Regions from separate parts of the Sus scrofa genome. Here region 2 is linked to region 1. Evidence: chromatin contacts called from public Hi-C data. All regions are on one chromosome and are shown on one strand. The core of a region is the stretch at or near the end of the contact, and the rest is flanking DNA. Distances in the headings are between cores, read along the strand shown.

Region 1 (7,925 bases), core at 2,719-5,218:
TACAAGTGCGGCCCTAAAAAGACAAAAGACAAAAAAAAAAAAAAAAATGTTGCAGAGTATGTATTCCTCAAGGGGATTCTCCTATATAATCACATCATTATCAAGTCTAAGAAAATTAGCAATAATTCCCTAATATCATCTCATATTCCATCATACTCTAATTTATTCAGCTGACCCAAAGTAGCTTCTGCACTGGTTTTGTTTTCGTTTTTGCTCTTTAGGGCCTCGCCTGCAGCATATGGAAGCTCCCAGGCTAGGGGTCAAATCAGAGCTACAGCTGCCAGCCTATACCACAGCCACAGCCATATGGGATCCAAGCCACATCTGCAACTTACACCAAACTCAGGGCAATGCCGGATTCCTGACTCACTGAGCAAGGCCAGGGATCAAACCTGCATCCTCATGGATTCTACTCAGATTCCGCTGAGCCACAACAGGAACTCTTACACTGGTTTTTTGAATAAGGATTCAAAGTTTGCTCATTGTATTGATTACGTCACATTAGTATTTTTTAGTCTACAAATATGTTCTTCTCATAAGAAATAGAGAGTTAATACTGTCTTACTTTCCTAAGACACTGACTATTTAAAGATATCAGGATAGTGCATATGAGTCACCCTGGAGATCTTATTAAAATGTGGATTTTGATTCATCAAGCTAGCAGAAGACCTGAGGGTCTGCCTGTCTGAAAAACTCCCAAGAGGAAGCCACTGCTGGGATCCACAGGCCACACTTTCAATAGCAAAGCCGTATAACATCCCACACCGAACTTATCTCTTTCTTCCTGATATTTATTTACCTCTATATTTTTAATAAACTTTTTTTAATGAACTCTTTATAATAAAAAAAAAAAAAAACTAAAAGTCAGGAGTTCGCTGTGGCTCAGCAGGTTAAGAACCCAACACAGTGTCCCTAAGGATGCAGGTTTGATCCCTGGCCTCACTCAGTGGGTTAAGGATCCGGATGCAGCTCAGATCTGGCGTTACTGTGGCTGTGGCGTAGGCCAGCAGCTGCAGCTCCAATTTGACCACTAGCCTGATAACTTCCATATGCCATGGGTGAAGTCCTAAAAAGACAAAAATAACTACATAAATAAACCACCATATCCTAAATCCATCCTAATGTCATGCTACTCCATGGCTAAATGCTATTGGAATTTCCATGGTGATTTATTTGCTTTTATTGATCAAGGTGGAAAACTCTTTGAATTCAATAATAAATTCTGAATCCTGATTTAGTCATACCATGTTCCACATAAGGAAGCTTCTGAGTTTATCATTTTAAGAGCCATTTCTTTAAGTCTAAGGGTCATCACCATTGAACAAAGCTGCAATAAATTAAGGCCTTCAGGGTTACAGAGACGCACAGGCCTCTGGGCTCCTTAACCACTTTGCTTCTGCCTGCCTTCACCGTCCAGACTGCATCCACTTATCCCTATAGTTCCCACTTGCAAAATCACTAATACAAGTTCCATTATCTGATCACAACGTTGAGTTCTTCCAGCTTTCATGGTCAGCCACTCCTACCCTCCTCTAGTGCACAGGGTGACAAGAGGCTGCATCTCAGCGAGTGCTTCCACAATCACCATAGCAGGGAAGGAAGAAAGGCAAGTGGCAAATGGAGTCCTGGTTCTTCAAGCTTCATTTGCAAGTGACACATGTCTGCTTATATACTACTGGCCAAAGCAAGTCATATGGCCACAGTCATCTTCAAGTAGACAAGGGGGCTGGGGGTGGGCATGAGGAGAGGATATGTGAACAAAGACTGTAACATTATCATGTACCCAGAAAGAACACAATATGTGTGCACAGCCTTAATGACCACCAGACCACTCCACTAACAGAACCCCAATCCTAGATGAGCTCTTTCTAGGATTATTAGCCACTTTCCTCATGTCTGCATCCAAGTAGGCTGGAGAAAGTCTTGCAAGAAAGGAAACTGGGTCTGCTAACTTCAGTCACAATCTCACATGGATCAAGACATCCCATCATCTACTACACCTTCTGGCCAACTTACTTACAGAGCCATTTGGCAATCTCCCAAACCTCCTACTCCTCCTTTCCCTACTCCTCCAAATATAATCTGGTATTCTGTTTTACTGAGAGAAAAGAGACATAATCAGATAGCAAATCTGATCTTTCTACCCTCAAACTTTTAACTTGCTGCCCTGAAAATAGACATAACAGAATCCCATGAGAAATTAGTCATTTTTTCACTCCCCATGAGAGTTTGATATAAATGAGCATTAACACATAGCTAAGGCTGGCAGAATACCCAAAAGAACAAGTCATTTGACCTGTGATCTATAAAAGACCTATGCCTATTTTCAAATGCACTGACTCTAACTTAACTTGGCCATGTCGAATCAATGTCCAGTGATTTTTCTGACACATGCAGTATGTCTAAACATAGACTCATTTTTGGACAGTAACCCACTATTTGGCATCACTTATCTGTATGGCTTTATTTTTCAATTCCCCTTTCAGGAAAAAAGAGACAAAATGAAAGTCCAATGGTAGAGCTTCAAATACTGTCACCAATACTGCATCTGGGGAGTTCCAATACCACCCTCCCATTTGGAGATCCACTAGAAAGACTCACGAGACCCAGCATATAGTTAGACTCATGGCTAAAATTTATTACAGCAAGGTAATATGGACACACAGACTGATCACAGGGAAAAAGACACAGGCCAAGTCCAGAGGAATTCATGTGCAGGCTTCCTCAGGTTCTCACCCTCCCAGGAGGGGTCAAACAAACCACACTCTTCCCCACAATGAGTAAAATCCAATAATGTCTGTGCAATGTTTCTGCTCAGGGAAATTTATTACAGACTCACAGGCATGGGATATTTATGGAAGCTGCTAACTTCTGCATAAACTGTATCCTACAGCATATTGTTCCCAGATGCTAAGCAAGGCCCAACTCTGCAAGCGGAACCTTCTAAGGAGAGCAGTCTCAGGCCTACTATGTTAAATCTTTTCAGCACAAATTAAGTTCTTCCAGTTTTCAACTCAACTTCTGCATTACCCTAATCTGTCTTTTCTCTAAGGTAGGATGTGCAACTAAATTGTTTAGAAATGTTTCATTTTTTAAAAAGGCCATGCATACAAAAGCCCCTACTCTGAAAAAAGAAAAAAAAAAATTTCCCCCAGTCTTGGGCAATTATTTTTGGCAGGGGTTCTGGGGAAGGGCGGAGAAAGACAAAACTCTCCTTTTAGATACCAGGCTCAAAAAGATGCACTTGCACTTACGTATTTAATTGTGCATGAATCTCATTAGGTTCTAAGCACTTCAGAGATAACTAACCCACCTGATCCTCACAATTACAATCATAACAACCATCTTATGAGATAGGTTACTATTGTCCCCCCTCCCCCCATTTTATGCTTAAACTGAGACACAAAGGGGTTAGGGGACTTGCAGAGGCCAGGAGCCACTAAGTGATGGATGAGGATTTGGACCCAGACAGTCCAACTCCAGGTTCCTAATACTACACGATACTGCCAGAAACCCGTCCTAAGACACGCTTCCTCCGGTCACAAAAACATCCAAAATTTCTGAAAAGAAAGTGAGCTGGGAGGTGTGAGCGAGGGGATGTGGGAAGCCGGAAGGGTGCTGAGCGAACGCGCCCCTAGGTCAAGGTGAGGCGGCCCCTGTCCCCGCCCCGCCTCCCCGGCTCCCCCCGCCGCGGCCCGGATGCCTGGCCGGCCCGGCAGCGCTCACGCGGCTGTTGGTGACCTCCTGGCGCCCCCAAGGATCGGAAAGGTGAGGGAGCGGAAGGGGCTTCTCTCCCCGGCGGGTCACGCCACAAGGGGTCAGGAACGAAGACAGAGAAACTGGGGCGACCCCAGCACCGCACCCCGGACTCACCCTGCCGGGCCGAGCAGCCGCGTCTACAACCAGAAGAAACTGCGCCTGCGCGGCCGTCTCTCCCGCTAGCGGGGGCGGGGCCTCATGTGCCGCCCCCACGCCACAGGAGGGTGGGGGTTCGGGACCGCCCCTCGCGTGGACGCGCACCAGGAGTTGGGTATGGATAGGGCGGGTCTGGCTTGCGTCAGTCCCGCGTCCTCTAGGTTTGCAGGGCTGAGTAGGCCCTGGCTAATCTTATAGTAATGTAAATAGACTCACAATTGGATCCTGGCAGTGGCCTGGAATTCGCAGCTCGGAGTCGAAATTGAGTCCCACTTGTTGCTGTGCAGACCGCTCAAACAACTTCCGACTTTCCAGCGTCACATTTCTACTGTGCAGTAAACTCATATCTAACATCATATATTTTCTTGCTTTTTCCCATTATTATTGTCTTACCCGTTGTTCTCTCTTCTTTGACAGTTAATTTCTTGACCTATACATGTATCTTTTCATCTGTTAAAGTGGTTTGCTCTTTGCATATGTTTAGTAAAAATAGTTGGTTGAAAAATACTTCGTTTGAATGATAATCATAAAAATCAACACTGGTTGTGGATAAACTGTACAAGTCTTATAAGCTTTCGTAATTTCAGCCAAGGAACAGATGGCCTTATGGATAGAGCCTTGGATTATGAGTCAAAGTTACTAGAAATAAATCCAAAAACTGATTCTCCCTTTAAAACTCTTGTTCATTTCTTACAAAAGAGGTAAAATTATTTCCATATAGCAAACTTGAAAAGGAGATTACTAGATATTTGCATTGTATGTATTGAAACCATTCATTCAACAACTGTAACTGAGTACAAATGTGTGGGCCACTATGTATCGAAGTACATAATCAAATTTCAGGGTGAGGGAATTTTTTTTTTCCCAAGAGAAAAAGAAAATAATCACCAAATAAGAATAGGCCATGTAAGTCAAAACAAAACTGTCTACATCATAAATCATTTAACATCAGATTTGAAACAGAACATGGAGGGGTAAAGGACATGTAATCTTAAGCAAATCTGCATAATTTGAAAGCTGAATTGCATTTCAGTAAAAGGAATGTTTAAATTGTGTCCTATGTTGGAATCCAATTTACAGAGGGAAAAAAAGAGAAGACTGAATTTGAAAATTGAAGTTTATGTCCTCTTCCTAAAGAAATTTAGGAATTATGCAAATCATCATTTAATACTTAAATCTTTCTTTCTTTTTTTGTCTTTTTAGGGCAGCACCTGTGGCACATGGAGGTTCCCAAGGCTAGGGGTCCAATCAGAGCTACAGCTGCCAACCTACACCGGAACCACAGCAATGCCAGATCCGAGCCGGGTCTGTGACCTACACCACAGCTCATGGCAACGCCAGATCCTTAATCCCCTGAGCAAGGCTAGAGATAGAACCGCAACCTCATGGTTCCTAATTGGATTCGTTTCCTCTGTGCCACGATGGGAACTCCTACTTAAATCTTTCTTGAAAAATGACAAAAATCCGAAAGCTGTCTTCATTTCTAGCAGATACACTCTTAGCATAACCAAAATCTCCAAAAATGCTGTCTTCATTTCTAGCAGATACACTCTTAGCATAATCAAAATCTCCAGAGATTGCAATCTCCATTTGAAAACTTGGCATGAGTTAGGGAAAATTGTCTAACACTAAGTTTTTGTTTCTGATGTTCTTCAAATTATTTACTTTTCACTTACTTGAAAGTAAAATTTACTCTTTGATAGATCCTTCAAAGGAAGGAAATTATTATTATTTTCTTTGGAAACCTAATTGCTTTTATTTATTTATTTAATTTTAATTTGTTGTTGTTGTTGGCTGTACCGGTGACATGTGGAAGTTCCCAACCCACATGTCAGTGACCCAAGCTGCTGCAGTGACAATGCTGGCTCCTTAGCCCACTGTGCCACAAGAGAACTCCTGGAAATTATTTTCAGATGGTACCTAATAAGTGTATTTTTAGTGCTATTGCAAAAACATTATAACAAAGTACCAAATAGAAATGTAAAAACTCATCTGTGTATATATTTCAAATAAGTTAAATATCTTCATTTTATCTTCTTGTTCTGCCTGGAAATATATGTAAACTTTACTAAGCTATAGGCTATGCATATATCTTTACAGTTTTTACCATGGTTTTTTGGTTTGTTTGTTTGCTGCCAGCATACAGTGGCTGGATGTGGGAACTCAATTCCCAGACCAGAGACTGAACCCTGACCTCACTGGTGAAAGCACCAAATCCTAACCACTAGACCACTAGGGAACTCCCTATCATTTATTTTTAAAGATGCACTCTTTATAATAAAAGTAATACATAGGAGTTTGGTATAAAGTTCCTCATCTTTTCCTCCTTCCCACACTCTCATTTCCTTTCCTCAGAGGTAACGTTGTCTTTCCCCTATTTGCTGTTTCTTGTGTATAGTTTCAGGAATTGTCTTTGCATATACAATATGCATTTGTACTACATTTTTACATGACTATCACTTGTTAAAATTTAAAAGTCAGGTTAGATTATGGTCTATGTTGTAGCCTACAACTTGATTTTTTTCACTTGATTTTATGTCTTAGACGTATCTCTACATTAGCCCCATTGTTTTGACTAGTTGGCTTAAAACTCCAGTGATGGATGTATCATTTTTTCCCAATCAGTCCCCTGGTGATATACTTTAATCTTTGCCTACTTGTGCAGATATTTTAGGTAGGTAAACTATTAGTGAAAATGCTGAGTCAACAGATGCTCATTTTAAGTTTTAATAAAAATTCTTCAAAAGAACGTTGCATGAAAGACACACATTTCCTAACTCTTCATTCGATTTGTCTAAAATCTGGGGGTTTGATGTTGATTTAGGAAGAAATGGGAAAAATCTCAAGTCTGTTAAAACCCTCCTCCTTTCAATTGTTCTTCACTTGCATTGTGGCAAAAAAAAGAGTCGTTTGAGAATTAATGATTTGTATCAACTCAGCAGTAGTAGACCTTTCCTAGAAGTGTCAAATTATTTCTTTCCTTTTCATCTCATTTTGAGCCTTACTTCCCCCCATCACACTGACTTTGAAGGAAGAACTCGGATACTTGTCCAAGGAGCAGGGATCGATATTCTTGTTTGACACAATCTTTTTGCTCTAAGTTCTCTTAAATAAACCAAATTTGGCACTGTGCTAGTTACAGGAGGGCATATTCATCTTTTCAGAACAGAAAAATATTTCTGAAATAATTAGTCATGAACACTTGAAAAAGAATTGTTTAGTAATATGTGTTCTCACAAAAGTGTAAATTAAATTAAATGTGATTCACTGAGGCCAAGTACACTGTTTCCATATCTGTGTCCATGCTATCTGTGGTTTATGATGGGGATGCCATAGAGAGTACAATATATAATGACATCTTAGTTCAAAGTCAATCCCCAGATTAAGAAGCTGTGGTACATATGCATGCAATGGAATATTACTCATCCATAAAAATGACAAACTAACACCACTTGCAGTAACACGGATGGAACTAGAGACTCTCGTACTAAGTGATGTAAGCCAGAAAGAGAAAGACGAATACCATATGATATCTCTTATTTGTGGAATCTAAAATATGGAACAGATGATCCTATCTAAAAATAACAAACAAACAAGCAAACAAAAACCAGAAACAGATCTTGGCCAAGAAGAGTGGACTTGGTGTTCCCAGGGGGAAAAGGGAGGGAGTGGGATGGATGGGCATTTTGGGAGTCTTGGGGATGCAAACTGTTATATTTGGAATGGATAGGGAAGTGTGTGATTGGGACACTTTGTTGTACAACAGAACTTAATGAAACATTGTAAATCAACAATACTTTAATAATAATAAAATAAAATAAAATTTAAGAAGTCAGTCCCCAAAACAGATTACACAGAGACTATAGTTAAACTCCAAATGATTTGGAAAAACGTAATTATAAGTGATGTCACTGGTTTAGAAAATTGAAGTGATTTTATTGATTATTGAACACTGAATAACTTTAATGCTTTTTCCACCCCTTTTTTGGCTGCTCCTGTGGCATATGGGG
Region 2 (7,925 bases), core at 3,531-6,030, 1.2 Mb after region 1:
ATGCTTTAATGTAAAAGTTCTTCAACAATATGAATTGGTGATATTGGACTCGCTGGGCAGTCTCATGAAAACAGACATTTTTTTCTTTTTTTCTACTTTTTATATTTGTTTCTTTCCTTTTTATTTTTTTTCCGTTCCAAATATTTTTTATATAATTTTTTTTATTTTCCCACTGTACAGCAAGGGGGTCAGGTTATCCTTACATGTATACATTACAATTACATTTTTCCCCCACCCTTTCTTCTGTTGCAACATGAGTATCTAGACACAGTTCTCAATGCTACTCAGCAGGATCTCCTTGTAAATCTATTCTAAGTTGTGTCTGATAAGCCCAAGCTCCCGATCCCTCCCACTCCCTCCCCCTCCCATCAGGCAGCCACAAGTCTCTTCTCCCAAGTCCATGATTTTCTTTTCTGAGGAGATGTTCATCTGTGCTGGATATTAGATTCCAGTTATAAGTGATATCATATGGTATTTGTCTTTGTCTTTCTGGCTCATTTCACTCAGGATGAGATTCTCTAGTTCCATCCATGTTGCTGCAAATGGCATTATTTTGTTCTTTTTTATGGCTGAGTAGTATTCCATTGTGCATCTATACCACATCTTCTGAATCCAATCATCTGTCGATGGACATTTGGGTTGTTTCCATGCCCTGGCTATTGTGAATAGTGCTGCAATGAACATGCAGGTGCACGTGTCTCTTTTAAGTAGAGTTTTGTCCGGATAGATACCCAAGAATGGGATTGAAAACTACATTTACAGCACCACCCCCAGAAATTATGATTAATTTGACAATCTTTGGCTTAGTCATTATACAACTAGATGTAACTCTCTTCTTCAAATACAAAAATTTCAGAGTCCCTGTCATGGCTCAGCAGAAAGGAATCTGACTAGCATCCATGAGGACCCAGGTCAGATTTCTGGTCTTGCTCAGTGGGTTAAGGATATGGAATTGCCATAAGCTATGGTGTAGGTCGCAGATGCGGCTCAAATCAGGCACTGCTGTGGCTGTGGTGTAGACCAGCAGCTACAGCTTTGATTCGACCCCCAGCCTGGGAACCTCCATATGGTGCAGGTGCGGCCCTAAAAAAGATAAATAAATAAATATTTCTTGCCAATTATCTCACTAAAACATATCCTGAGAATGCTTACTGTAACCTGTAAATTTATTACATATTACATTTTTCAATTAATTAATTAACAAATTCCACCCTAAGTTTCCACGTCGGTTCAAATCTTTGATAATGAATGCAATTCCTAAGAATTTTCTTTGAAGAGGGAAGTGGAGGAAAACTAGCCCAAAACTCCAAAACCAGGAAGATAAAATGGGAATCTACCTTAATTTATAAAGCTCCCCAAGAATGATTCTATTCAAATAACAATGATGAGGCAGAATGTAGCAGGAAGAAGAATAAAAATAAAATTAGTTTACATGCCAATTTTTGTCTGATGGTAAAAAAATCAGTAACTTTTTGAGGTATCAATTTTCTTATAAATGAGGGATTACAAAATGACTTTTTAATGCTCTTTTCAAGCAGAATAATCTAATTAAATTAAAATAATCAAACATGAATTTAATTTTATTAACTCTGAATCACAGGGACATAGTTTTAGAAATAAATTAGGACAATCTAGAAGATATTATCATAGTCAATGGAGAGCAGGAAAATGACACTGACAAACTGCAGACAAACTCACTCAAACATACATGCTTGCCCATTTACAAGCAAAATACTACTCAAATGAGATGGAACATACTGAATGAATGAACATCTATATGGGTCTGTCAGCTGTGTTCTAGTACTAAACCAGGCAAAAGAGACAAGAAATAAGATCCAATCCCTACTTCAGGTAACTTTAGAGAACAATGTAGGATTATAGTCACGTAATGCTTGCCTTCGGATGCTTACTAAATACATACTAGATACCTTACTCACTCCTCCTTTGTAATTATGCATTTTTTCTTTCCATAAATGTGTGTTTACTAAGATTTCAGTTTCAGGTAGATATCTGCTCAAAGTTGAAAACTGTGCCATACTACATCGGCACTATTCCGTACTGAAAGGGCTTATGCTAACTACCTCCCCATGGAAGGTACTATAGGGCAACACATTTACTTCAATCAACAAGTTTATACATTTTCCTGATGAATATGCTTTGGGCATAGACCTCTTATGAATTACAAGTTATTAAAAAATAAATCAATCAGACCAATGTAAAACTGGAAACAAAGTATTATTTTTCAGGCAGAAACTGATTTCCAACTGTGAACTTTATAATTAAGCTAATTAAGCCAACTTCGCAAAAAGAAAACTTACTCCTCTTAACTAGCAAAATACAAGTATCTTTTTGGTCAAAGGCAAAATCAAGATATGGTGTTCAAGTAAGTAAAATGATCTGCTCCTCTTTCAACATCACTTACATATAAACACTGACAATAACTTATTGCAAAAAGACTGCTTAGGTCAACTAGCAATCCATGGCACCAAGAGGAACCCTAGTTAGAATTCTCTATCAAAAGTTCTGTAAGTACAGACATCCTCATCTCTCAAATCCCTAGGCCTAGCATAATGCCCAGTAGATGTGAAGACATGAGTAAATGAATGACAACTGAAAGCTAAATCTATTCAGCAGGGATCACAAAGTTAAGCAATGAAAACTTAATTCACTCAAATAACAATTCACTAAAATATTTAGCTTACACTTAACTGGCATCTCTAAGGACCATCTTTTTTTTTTCCTTTTTTTGCCCTTTTCTTGAGCCGCTCCCTCAGCATATGGAGGTTCCCAGGCTAGGGGTCTAATTGGAGCTGTAGCCACTGGCCTAAGCCAGAGCCACAGCAACGTGGGATTGGAGCCGCGTCTGCAACCCACACCACAGCTCATGGCAATGCGGGATCCTTAACCCACTGAGCAAGGCCAGGGATTGAACCCTCAACCTCATGGTTCCTAGTCGGATTCGTTAACCACTGAGCCACAATGGGAACTCCCTAAGGGCCATTCTTAACGCGAGAATATTATTATAGGAGTTCCCGTGGAGCTACAGTGGTTAATGAATCCGACTAGGAACCATGAGGTTTCAGGTTCAATCCCTGGCCTTGCTCAGTGGGTTAAGGATCTGGCATTGCCGTGAGCTGTGGTGTAGGCTGCAGATGCGGCTCGGATCCCGAGTTGCTGTGGCTCTGGCGTAGGCTGGTGGCTACAGCTCTGATTAGACCCCTAGCCTGGGAACCTCCATATGCCGCGGAGCGGCCCTAGAAAAGGCAAAAAACAAAACAAAACAAAAAAGAATATTATTATAGGAGTTCCCGTCGTAGCGCAGTGGTTAACGAATTCAACTAGGAACCATGAGGTTGTGGGTTTGATCCCTGACTTTGCTCAGTGGGTTAAGGACCTGGTGTTGCGGTGAGCTGTGGGGTGGGTTGCAGACGCAGCTCACATCTGGTGTTGCTGTGGCTCTGGCATAAGCCGGCTGCTACAGCTCCGATTAGACCCCTAGCCTGGGAACCTCCATATGCCAAGGGAGCTGCTCAAGAAAGGGCAAAAAGACAAAAATAAATAAATAAGAATATTATTACAACCAAAATAAAAGATACATGAACAGGAGCACAGTACAGGGAGGAATCAAAAACTGAATTCTCGACTTTTGAGAACACTTCGAAAATCAGAAAAATGATTTCCATCTATGAAATATGAAATCTGGTGAGGCAGATAACACCTATTCACGCTCATTTTACTTAGGGCAAGAAAGACAAAAATATGATTACCAGTTTGAACTGCACATGTGATACCACTTACCAAACTTTTAGTTACTGCTAAAATGAAGCCTCTTTTAAACCAGAGAATAGCAAAATACATGAACACACTGCATTCAGATAAAGTAATGTATCACAAAAAGCCTATTTAAAAGAAATGCCCAGGTATCCACAACACCTCAGTAGCACACTCGCACACAGAACACTCTTACTTCAAAGTAACATTCTAGACTCCTCGGTTGCTAAATTCACCCACAATTCACTATGGGTCACTCCCTACCCAGTCTTTTCAGTGTGTAAGTAAAAAAATACAAGGAAGCTTATTTCACTCCCAAAGTCCACCGGAAGAAAGCGAAAAAGTTATCACATCTTTGTAACCAAAAAAAAAAAAAAAAAAAAACCTAATTAAAATACACAGCCCATGCACAGGGAAAAAAAAAAAAAATCACCCATCTGGTCATCACGTTGTGGCCTAACACCCTGGCAACATCTGCCTCGGGTTCATTTTTGATCCCCAGGCCCATCTACAAATTTCAGGAGTAGGACGAGACCATCGGAGACCACGGACAAGTCTTCGGTCCCGAGAGGGATGACAGGTCTGGGCTTGCCTCCAGGGCAGGAGAATCGCCCGAGGGGTACCCCGACTGCGTCGCGTGCCCTCGAGGCTCCGCCTGCCACCGGCTTCCCCAGGCCACTGCACCCCTTCTCCCAGTGCCACCTCCTCACCTTTTGGCCCTGGTTCATGGGCTTCCCATCACTCCGCAAGCTCCTGCCTCCGCGCCTTCCTCCCTTTCAGTTTGATCTTTACTTCCCACGCCGGCTGGGGAGCGGAAGGCAGAGGTGAGGATGCCAGCGGGAAGCTGTCCCGCCACGTCCTCGTCCGCACCCCACGCCGGGATGGCCGGCACCCTCCCACTGACCCAGCAGGGTCCGCGAGGACTGCCCGACCGCGGGACAGACGCTCAGCCCCGGCGAGGAGGGAGGGGGCAGGGCAGGCGCGCGCCTACACGTCACCCGCCCGCAGCGGCGCCAACGTCGGCACGTCGGCTCCCCCAAGCCCCACCCCGCCCGGGTGCGCGCGCCGCCGACCCGCCTCTCGCCCGCCGAACCAGGCTGAGAGGAAGCAGACTTGCCGCGAGGGCGCGCCCCCGGACGGGCATTGGGCGCGTGCGCGCGCGTTCCAGGGACTCCGAGTCTTTTGGGTGCCCCCACCAGGTCGGACCTGAGCGTTTTTCCGTGCAATTACTTGAGTCGGCTGCATCTTCTCTCCGCCCTTCTCTGTAAAGTGGAGACGTGGAGGAGGTAATTCCTGTTACAGTTAAAGGAGAGAAAGCCCTGAGTGTGAATGAAGAACTGGGTAATTGCCATCGTCATCACCAGCCAGAAATCCTGGCTGCTGGTCTTTATACATGGTTCCTTGGTCTCATGTTCCACTTTCCTTAAGCTTTCTAAATTCTGATTTTAGAGTTTAAAGTTTCCTCTTCCAGCCGGTCCTTTTCTCACATGAACCCCACAAAAACAAAACCTGAAAATTCCTTGGCTCAATTGAAAATCAGGAAGATGATATTAAGGAAACCTCACTTCAAGAACTGTGTGGTGTATGTGAGTACAGTTCTAGACTAAAGCATGGCATGCAGAGGCGGTATGAGTTAACAATGTATCATGGTTCCCTTTTTCTCTTCCATTGCCCTCATATGGACTGTCTTGACGCCCTGTAGAACCCTGTTTTCTAGTGAAGTAGCCGATAGGGATCCAATTATCCGCTTCACTGGCCAAACTTCTTCTGGATTTCTGTATTCAGTTCTAGATCAAACACTTAAGACCTCAGAGAAGTGGGAATTATTTCAGAGAGGAGCAAAATGATGAGGAGCACTCAAAAGCATGGCAGATGAAGTACTCTTTGTACTTGGGAAGAGTCGCATAGAAGAGAGAAAGCTACTGAGACTATCTCCACATACTAAAAATTCATCACGTTGCATAGATTTGTTTCATGTGAGTTCAAGAGATGCAGACTTGAGAGAAATGATTTCAGATCCCAAAAAGAAGATGCCCTACTAGCACTAGCCAGAGAAGTTGTCTGCTTTAGGTTGCTTGGAGGCCTTGACGACTGGATTTGACTTTAAGTAAATTCCAGAGGCTTACTTAAGAGGAACTAGTTGCAGGGACACCATGAATCAAGAGAAGACTTAGCTGGTGGTTTTGTTAAAAATATTTACAACCTTGAGAGTTTATTAGTTCATGATTCCAGCCCTAAAAGAATTTACAGGTTAGCTATGAGAGAAGACAAATGCATCGAAAAGTAAATAATTTAGGGATGTCATATGATAATGAGAGATACTAACAATATGTTCTTAGAACTCACATGACAGATTGTTCTCACCACAGTTCAGAGGCTTAAGGGACAAGAAGGACATCTAGACTATACTTAGAACTGCCCTGTTCAGTAGGATAGCCACTAGCCAAGTATGAAATGTGGCTGGTCCAAATTGAATATGAAATACACACCATATTTCAAAGAATTAGTACAAAGAAAAAAATGTAAAATATCTTAATTCTTATGTTGATGATATGTTGAGATAATATTTGGTATATATTGAGTTAGTGTATTAAAGTTAATTTTACCTATTTTCACTTTTTTAATGTAACTACTAGAAAAATTTTAAATTACATAGCTTCCTTGCATCTTATTATTTATTAGGCTGGCCTGATCTATAAGGAAATATAGTTCATTGAATTCTTTTTTTTTTTTATCTTTTTGCCATTTCTTGGGCCGCTCCCGCGGCACATGGAGGTTCCCAGGCTAGGGGTCTGATCTACAGCTCACATCAACGCCAGATTGTTAACCCACTGAGCCAGATTGTTAACCCACTGAGCAAGGGCAGGGATCGAAACCGCAACCTCATGGTTCCTAGTCGGATTTGTTAATCACTGCGCCACGACAGGGACTCCCATTGAATTTTTAAGAACTCTTTTTGTACCCTTTGTAGTGCCTGGTCAATTTTCCAAAATGTTAATGGAAAGACAGTCTGATGAAAAGCTTTCTCCTGAAGAGAAGGAGATGATCCAGAAAATATGGCATGAGCAAAAACAGGGAAACAAGACTGCGGGTACATTCTAAGGTGAGTAACTTGTTTGTCTACAGTAGAAGGTTCTTACTAGAAGGTAGTGACAATAAAATTAAAATTAAATACACACTAGTCTGTAAGGAGAGACTTAATTTTAAATTTAAGGAATTTAGTCTTGTGGACAATCAGGATTTGACAGTGACAAAATGGGACTGTATGATTATCTTGGCAATATTGAGTTCAGTAGTGTAAAATTAATGGGTAGTTGGTCAACCAATTAAAATTCATTTTACATAAAAATGTATTATACCAAAAAATGTTCAATAGAGGTTGATTTAAATAAGTTACAGAGCATCTCTAAAGTGGAATCTGTATTGTTTGATGTGAAAACATATCAAGATGTACAATACGTGTATGTATGTAACTAGATCATTTGACTAAAATTGCCTTAATTATTTCAAAATTGTCTTAAAAACAGAAAATCTCAGGGTGGATGGAGTGTTTTCAACATATTTTCAGTGGCTCAACAAAGTCATTCAGGTTTTTGGCTCACTCTTCTTTATGCTCCATCATCCTTAGCATATTAGCCCTTCATTCTCAGCCTTGTCACCTCATGAGACAGGATGTATTAATAAGCTCAGACTTGAAATTCCCACTGTGGCACAGTGTGTTAAGAATCTGACTGCAGCGACCGGGGCTGTGGAGGCACAGGTTCAATCCCTGGCCCAGCACGATGAGTTAAAGGATCCCGTGAGGCTGGGTTGCAGCTGCTCCTCAGATTTGATCCCTGGCCCAGGACTCTCCATATGCTGTGGGTGCAGTCAAAAAATAAGTAAATAAATAAGGTCCAGACTTATTTACAGCCCATCAGCCTCTTAGTATCTCAGTATGTAAGATCACTAGGTCTGCTCAGCTCACTAGCATCCCACAGCCTTAGCTTATAGGCCTTTTTTGATTTTACCTATTCTCAGTTCATTATCCTGCTTCTTCCCTACCCCCACTTGCAACACGGGGGGTTAAACTACACCCCAGTTCAGTCTCTTACTTGGGGCTGACAGTTTACTGCTGGGGAATGCTGATTAATAAAAGACCCAATTCTGGGGTT

Evidence for each region. Hi-C and Micro-C count contacts between places; a contact is called where the count stands out from the background.
Region 2: a Hi-C map of heart right ventricle shows a contact between it and region 1, with 6 times the contacts expected there. The contact joins the promoter of ASCC3 here to the promoter of USP45 in region 1. A contact is called at or near these places in 1 of 5 promoter capture datasets (liver) and 1 of 47 Hi-C or Micro-C datasets (heart right ventricle).

The regions. Positions count from the first base shown.
Region 1 is chr1:66,450,838-66,458,762 of Sscrofa11.1, forward strand. It overlaps USP45 (ubiquitin carboxyl-terminal hydrolase 45), which reads right to left and starts at 3,969. Exons shown (of 18, transcript XM_013992722.2): 1 at 3,874-3,969.
Region 2 is chr1:67,652,300-67,660,224 of Sscrofa11.1, forward strand. It overlaps ASCC3 (activating signal cointegrator 1 complex subunit 3), which reads right to left and starts at 4,781. Exons shown (of 42, transcript XM_021090356.1): 1 at 4,482-4,781. It overlaps LOC110260404 (a long non-coding RNA gene), which reads left to right and starts at 4,871. Exons shown (of 3, transcript XR_002343650.1): 1 at 4,871-5,057; 2 at 6,743-6,874.